2 separate regions of the Macaca mulatta genome follow, and region 2 is linked to region 1. A link is a contact called in public Hi-C data. All regions are on one chromosome and are shown on one strand. Each heading gives the region's core, a stretch centred on a gene start, on an enhancer-like site or on the middle of the called end of the contact. The rest is flanking DNA. Distances are from core to core; before and after follow the strand shown. Region 1 has its middle 29 kb from the start of PLAU. Region 2 has its middle 12 kb from the start of PLAU.

Region 1 (3,938 bases), core at 761-3,260:
TTAAGTCTGATAAAAAAAACCTTTACAATCTATTCTCTCCTGAAGACTGCTAACTGGAGACTTCATTTGCATGATAAAACTTTGGTCTCATAACCTCTTATCATAACCTAGATATTTCATTCTATTGATAACTCTATTAACCATGACCAGTGAGAATTTTTTTTGTTTGAGACGGGGTCCTGAGTGCAGGTTTGAGTGCAGTGGTGCAATCTTGGCTCACTGCAACCCCCGCCTCCCAGCTTCAAATGATTCTCCTGCCTCAGCCTCCCGAGTAGCTAGGATTACAGGTGCCTGCCACTATGCCTGGCTAATTTTTTAATTTTTTAGTAGAGACAGGGTTTTGCCATGTTGGCCAGGCTGGTCTCAAACTCCTGATCTCAGGTGATCTGCCCACCTCAGCCTCCCAAAGTGCTGGGATTACAGGCATGAGCCACTGCACCTGGCCCAGAAAAATTTTTAATCTACCTATAACCTTGAAGCCCTCTGTACTCCCATTCCCCATTTTGAGTTGTCCCCCCTTTCTGGATCTAACCAATGTACATCTTAAATGTGTTGATTGATGTCTCATGTCTCCCTAAAATGTGTAAAACTAAGCTGTGCCCCAATCACCTTGGGCACATGTTCTCAGGGTCTCCTGAGGGCTGTGTCACAAGCTATGGTCACCCACATTTGGCTCACAATAAATCTCTTCAAATATTTTACACAATGTGACTCTTTTCGTCCGCTGTCTCTCTCTCTCTGGGTGTGTGTGTGTGTGTGTGTGTGTGTGTGTGTGTCAGCAGGAGTCACAGATTTGGGTTTTTTTTTTTTTTTTTTTTTGAGATAGGGCCTGGCTTTGTCACCCAGGCTGGAGTGCAGTGGGGCATCACCACTCACTGCAGCCTGGACCTACTGGGCTGAAGTGATCCTCCCACCTCAGCCTCCCAAGTAGCTGAGACTACAGGCATGTGCCACCATGCCCAGCTAATTTTTGTATTTTTTGTGGAGATGGTGTCTCATTTTGTTGCCCAGGTTGGTCTCGAACTCCTGAGCTCAAGTGATCCTCCTGCCTCAGCCTCTCCAAGTGCTGGGATTATAGGCATGAGCCACCATTCCTGGCTTTCTTTTACTCATTTATTTATTTATTTGGGTGTGGGGGTCACAACTTTGACTTGCTAAGTTTAAACATTTGAGATATACCACACTTTCAGTAACTTTGTTTTGGCATTAAAAATCTGTATCTATCTATATCTGGAGCTTTTAAAGGGAAGTAATAAACTTTTTTTTTTTTTTTGAGAGACGGAGTCTCGCTCTGTCGCCCAGGCTGGAGTGCAGTAGCCAGATCTCAGCTCACTGCAAGCTCCGCCTCCCGGGTTTACGCCATTCTCCTGCCTCAGCCTCCCGAGTAGCTGGGACTACAGGCGCCCGCCACCTCGCCTGGCTAGTTTTTTGTATTTTCAGTAGAGACGGGGTTTCACCATGTTAGCCAGGATGGTCTCGATCTCCTCACCTTGTGATCCGCCCGTCTCGGCCTCCCAAAGTGCTGGGATTAGAGACGGCGTTTCACCGTGTTAGCCAGGATGGTCTTGAACTGACTTCGTGATCCGCCTACCTCAGCCTCCCAGAGTGTTGGGATCACAGGCGTGAGCCACCGCGCCCGGCCAACATTTTTTTAAAATAATAAAACGGGGCCAGGGGCGGTGGCTTACGCCTGAAATCCCAACAATTTGGGAGGCCGACGCGGGAAGATCGCTTGAGCCCAGGAGTTCGAGACCAGCCTGGGCAAAAAAGTGAGACTTTGTCTCTGCAAAAAATACAAAATAAAAATAAAATTTTAAATAAAACGGAAGGAGTCTGGCTCAGCCTTCACCTCTGAGAAGGGTAAGGACAGCTCCAAACCAGAGCCTGAGAGCGCCTGTCCTCGCTGGGCACTTGGACCGAGCGTCAAGAACCGGGCGCGGCCCATGGGAGCCTTGCTTCCGCGGCCCTGGCGCGGCTCTGGCTTCATCTGCATCGCTCTGGCGGCCCCTGCTGGGCTGGCGGTGAAAGACGACCTGGGATGGGGCGGTGCCCCGAGCTCGAGCTGGGGAAGGAGAGACTGCGTAGGGTTGAGGGGACTCAAAGAAGACAAGTTCTGTTTACCGCACGGTTGTGTATGCCACGCTGTGGGCTCAGGGATTGTTCTGAAAGTGCGGCTGAGGAAGGGGACAAGTCCAGGTCTGAGAGCAAGACTGCTGAGCCCAGGGAGGGAAGTGTCCGATTGCTGGGTGGGAAGTCATCGCCCCATTTCTTCTCTTCTCCTTGCCGGCTCCACGTGGTGACCGTAAAGGGCCTGGCCTCTCTGACCAGGGCAGCCATTCTCCTCTGTGCAGCTGGTTGGGGTCATGAACTCTCAGATTCAGAAACAGGGAGCAGGATTTCTTGCTAAGACCTCCTGGCCAAAGTCAAGTTCTCTCACCTGCTTTTACTGAAAGAAATTGTTCTGAGGGCATGCAGGAGCCTCAACCAACCATTTAATAAAAAAGCTTCCTCACCGTCCTCATGGTCTTTATCCCTGTAGGGTGGAAGGTAGGATTCAGGGCCCCAAACCTTTCCCTGAGCATACTGGTGACCCAGTGGATCCTAGTGAGTATTTGAGACAAAAATAGCTTGTGGGAGCTCCTGGCTTAGTGCAGCTGCCATGGCTAGTGCCTTGACCAAAGCTGGTATCAGGTTATTGGGAAAATAGAGCCTTTTGGGTCTGGCAGAGGCTCACTTCAAATAGACAGAGGTTTTAGTCACTGTGAGTCAAGCAATTTATGCCACCACAGCTTGCTGGCGCCCCTTCACCCATTCTCATCCAATATTGCAAATGAAAACTTTAAACTGTGGAAAAAGCAGCTTCTTTATATGACACCGCCTTTTTTTTTTTTTTTTTTTTATATATATATATAATTCTTTTTTGAGATAGGGTCTTCCTCTGTCACCCAGGCTGCAGTGCCCTGGCACCATCTCGGCTCACTTCAACCTCCGCCTCCTGGGCACAGGTGATCCTCCCACCTCAGCCTCCCAAGTAGCTGGAATTACAGATGTGCGCCACCATGCCTGGCTAATATTTACTATTTTTAGCAGAGGTGGGGTTTTGCCATGTTGCCCAGGCTGATCTTGAACTTCTGTGCTCAAGTGATCTGCCCACCTCAGCCTCCCAAAGTGCTGGGATTATAGGCTTGAGCTACCACACCTAGCACGGCCACTTCTTTATATATGGTTCTTCATATTTTTGTGTGAAGATTTGAGTCCTTAGGTCACTAGTGGTAGCAGCCTTCTCAGATTCTGTCATTTTTCTCTTGTTTTGTACAAGACCCAGAGCCTATTAATAGGGAAACTTGGTCAAGCTAAGCCCTTAGGCTCATGAAACAGGTTCAGAGGTTCCTGAGTCCTACCCTTCTCCACTTTCAGGCCCAGCATTGGCCTGACAGGTTGACTGCACAGACCCTTGCCATGGCTGTGGATTCAGCCACCAGAGGGTGGTCAGTTTTATCGGTGGACAATAAAGAGGAATATCCGATCTGTAATAATTGAAAAAGTCAATTTTCAGAGCAGTCTATGTCTGGGAATCAGGTTTGCTTTGACTCAGGGAGAAACTAGATTGTTTTGAAAAATGAATTTTAGGACTGGGCGCGGTGGCTCACGCCTGTAATCCCAGCACTTTGGGAGACTAAGGCGGGTGGATCACGAGGTCAGGAGTTCAAGACCAGCCTGACCAACATGGTGAAACCCCATCTCTACTAAAAATACAAAAATTTAGGCGGGCGTGGTGGTGCGCGCCTGTAATCCCAGGTACTCGGGAGGCTGAGGCAGGAGAATCACTTGAACCCGGGAGTCGGAGGTTGCAGTGAGCCGAGATCACACCACTGCACTCCAGCCTGGGTGACAGAGCGAGACTCTGTCTCAAAAGAAAAATGAATTTTAGTCTTGCA
Region 2 (3,938 bases), core at 685-3,184, 42 kb before region 1:
TATGTTGCCCAGGCTGCTTTTGAACTCATGGCCTCAAGCAATCCTCCCATCTCAGCCTCCCAAAGTGCTGGGATTATGTATGTAAGCCACCACACCTAGCCAAAATTTACCTTTTAAACTATTGCCTTTTTAACTATTTTTGAATGTATAGTTCAGTGACATTAAATACATTCACATTGTTGTGTAACAATCACTGGTATACATTTCCAGAATTTTTTCATTATCCCAAACAGAACCTCTACCTATAAATAATAACTTCCATTCCCTTCATCCTCATCCCCTCTAACTACCATTTTATTTTCTGTCTCTATAAATTTGCCTATGTTAATTATCTCATGTAAGTGGAATTATACAATACGTGGCCTTCTGTGTCTGGCTTATTGCACTTAGCATAATGTTTTCAAGGGTAATCCATGTTGTAGCAGGTATCAGCAGGTATCAGAATTTCCTGTTTTTTCTGTTGTTGTTGTTGTTTGTTTTTTGAGACAGAGTCTTGCTCTGTCATCCAGACTGAAGTGCAGTAGCGTGATCTTGGGTCACTGCAACCTCTGCCTCCCAGGTTCAAGTGGTTCTCCTGCCTCTGCCTCCCGAATAGCTGGGATTACAGGTGTGCACCACCACGCCCGGCTAATTTTTGTATTTTCAGTAAAGACGGGGTTTTACCATGTTGGCCAGGCTGGTCTTGAACTCCTGACCTCAAGTGATCCGCCTGCCTTGGCTTCCCAAAGTATTGGGATTACAGGCATGAGCCACTGTGCCCAGCCCAGAATTTCCTTCCTTTTTAAGACTAAATAATATTCCTTGTATGTATGTGTCACATTTTACTTATCCATTCATCCATCAATGGACACTTGGGTTGCTTCCACCTTATGGCTGTTGTGAATAATGCTGCTATGAACATGGGTATACAAGTATCTCTTTCGGTTCCTGCTTTCAGTTCTTTTGGGTAGATAACTAGAAGCAGAATTGCTTGATCATATGGTAATTCTATGTTTAACTTTTTTAGAAACAACCAAAATGTTTTCAACAGTGGCTGCATTATTTTACATTCCAACCAGCAATGCACAAGAGTTCCAATTTCTCCACATCCTCACCAGCGCTCTTTTTTTTTTTTTTTGAGATGGGGGTCTCACTCTGTCACCCAAGTTGGAGTGCAGTGGCACGTTCATAGTTCACTGCAGCTTCAAACTCCTAGGCTCAAGCGATCCTCCCACCTTGGCCTCCTTAAGTACTGGGATTGGGGCCAGGTGCAGTGGCGCACACCTGTAATCCCAGCACTTTGGGAGGTCAAGGTGGGCAGATCACCTGAGGTCAGGAGCTCAAGACCAGCCTGGCCAACATGGTGAAACCCCGTCTCTACTAAAAATCAAAAAATTAGCTGGGTGTGGTGGTGCGCATCTGTAATCCCAGCTACTTCGGAGGCTGAGGCATGAGAATCACTTGATCCTGGGAGGCGGAGGTTCTGATTAGCTGAGATTGTGCCACTGCACTCCAGCCTGGGTGACAGAGCGAGACTCTGTCTCAGAAATAAAATAAAGTACTGGGATTACAGGTGTGAGCCACTAAGCCTGACCACCAACACTTTTTCTTTTCTTTTTTCTTTTGATAATCGCCATCCTAATGGGTGTGAGATCACATGTGAGATAGTTTTTGAACACAATACTCCAGATGTCTGAGTGTTTCAGGCTCCAGGGTCTGCTCCTCCCCCTGAGACCCCACCTCTCCTAGCTCTGAGACGTGGCATTTCCCTGTGGTGGGAGAACCACCCTTGCAGCTGAACAGCCAACATGCTTCTTTCTCCTGCACCCTCTGGTTTCTTCCAAGCTCTGAAGAACTGGCCATCTCTCTGCCTTTCATTTATGTAGAGTTGGACTGAGAAATAATACAGGCTCTAGGGAGAATACTCACTCTATTTCTGAGCCCACAGTCTTCTGAGCTTCTTTTTCCACATAGTCTTCCAGACCAGAGGCAACTAACTGTGCTGACTCCATGGGGGCCGGCTATGGCTTTGACCTGCCACTGACCTCAGAACTAGAACAACATCCAAAGTGTTGGGCAAAACTGTTTCTTGGTCCCATCAGGACCCAGGGGAACATCTTATATTGCTCTGGCTACAATCCCCATGCTATTTGAATCAGCCCCATCCTTTGCTGAAGCTCATATCTGGGTTTAGGTCTCCAAGACAGACACTGGGTGTGGTGATTCACCCTGTCTGATCCTCATGACTCCTCAAGGGGAACTTGGAGACCTGGAATTTTGGTCAGGAGTCCCTGTTCATATTCCCAGAACTCAGGCTCTCTGGGGTAACATTTGTTTATGTTGTTTAATAGTTACATCCTCTCCATGGCCTTCTGATGTCAAGAGCAGGCTACGTCAAACCTGGCCCCCATGTCCACGTCAAACATGGCCCCCATGGGCTACAGACGTCCCAGGTTTTTCTTCAGCCCAGGCCTCACCCCTTTGCTTACAGGTACCTGAGGAAAATTTCTTTTTCTTTTAGCTGATTCTGTCTTCTGTGAAAGCAGGTGGAAAAGACGTTCTGCTGCATTCCACAGAAGGGAAAACAGGCATATGGAGGGAAGTGACTCAGCCAGGTTCATGGATGGAGTCAGCTACCAAGCCAGGAATGGGGCTCTGTCCTCTGACTCTGAAACCACAGCCTTCACCACAGCAGTCACTCCTTTCCTCAAGAGGAAGCTTCAGCTCATGCTCAAAGATACGGCCTTTGGACTCAACAGGTGCTGCTGGCATTGGACGGGGTTTTCTGCCCCCGGCTCTTCCCACTCCAATCCAGGAGACTACTCTGGCCTTCAAATATGGATTTCATGGTACAACCCATTAAAGGAACTTTCTAAGACTCTTCTTTTTTTTTTGAGACAGAGTCTTGCTCTGTTTCCCAGGCTGGAGTGCAGTGGTACCATCTCAGCTCACTGCAACCTCTGCCTCCCCGTTTCAAGTGATTCTCATGCCTCAGCCTCCTGAGTAGCTGGGACTACAGGAACCCGCCACCACAGCCAGCTGATTTTTTGTATTTTTAGTAGAGACAGGGTTTCACCGTGTTGGTCAGGCTGGTCTCGAGCTCCTGACCTCAGGTGATCTGCCCGCCTTGGCCTCCCACAGTGCTGGGATTATAGGTGTGAGCCACCGCGCCTGGCCTCAAAGACTCTTTCTAAAGCAGAGCACATGACTTTCCAAGTTTGGAAAATCAAAGCCCCTAAAGATACGAAACATGACAGCTGTACAAGTCCTCATGCCTTGACTTGCACTCTCACTTCCTCTCTCAGAGTCCTCTCATTTCAATTCCCAATTCCATTACTGCACCAAGCTTCTTTTTTTTTTTTTTTTTGAGACGGAGTCTTGCTCTGTCGCCCAGGCTGGAGTGCAGTGGCCAGATCTCACCTCACTGCAAGCTCCGCCTCCCGGGTTCACGCCATTCTCCTGCCTCAGCCTCCCAAGTAGCTGGGACTACAGGCGCCCGCCACCTCGCCCGGCTAGTTTTTTATATTTTTTAGTAGAGACGGGGTTTCACCGTGTTAGCCAGGATGGTCTCGATCTCCTGACCTCATGATCTGCCTGTCTCAGCCTCCCAAAGTGCTGGGATTACAGGCTTGAGCCACCGCGCCCAGCCTACTGCACCAAGCTTCTGGGGTTTATTCCCCTGACAGCCCAAGCACAGACAAATTTCAAATCACTGTTTTTCGCTTCCTATATTTCAACTGAGATTGATGGGGATTTTCAGCTTTACTAAACTTATGCATACCCTTGCTCAAGAACCTGCAGTACCTTTCTGGAGTCTATGGAATCAAGTGCACACTTCTAGCTGCAATAAGACCTTTTATAATCTGACCTCGCTCTAACTATTTGTACTTAGCTCTCATGCAATGTAAACCTTCCCTAATCAACCCAGACTTCTCACTGCTTGTGCATACATCTACACA

What was found. A called contact is a pair of places that touch in the nucleus more often than the background predicts.
Region 2: a contact with region 1 is called in a Hi-C map of fibroblasts, with 2.6 times the contacts expected there. The contact joins two enhancer-like sites. A contact is called at or near these places in 7 of 14 Hi-C or Micro-C datasets (CD4 T cells, blood, cortical neurons and 3 more).

What each region holds. Positions count from the first base shown.
Region 1 is chr9:75,687,288-75,691,225 of T2T-MMU8v2.0, reverse strand. No RefSeq gene overlaps it. Among named protein-coding and RNA genes, the nearest start is that of PLAU, 29 kb to the left of the region's middle. Within about 2 kb of position 2,010, at least 6 of the 40 cell types and tissues checked have an H3K27ac peak or open chromatin away from gene starts, as enhancers often do.
Region 2 is chr9:75,728,882-75,732,819 of T2T-MMU8v2.0, reverse strand. No RefSeq gene overlaps it. Among named protein-coding and RNA genes, the nearest start is that of PLAU, 12 kb to the right of the region's middle. Within about 2 kb of position 1,934, at least 3 of the 40 cell types and tissues checked have an H3K27ac peak or open chromatin away from gene starts, as enhancers often do.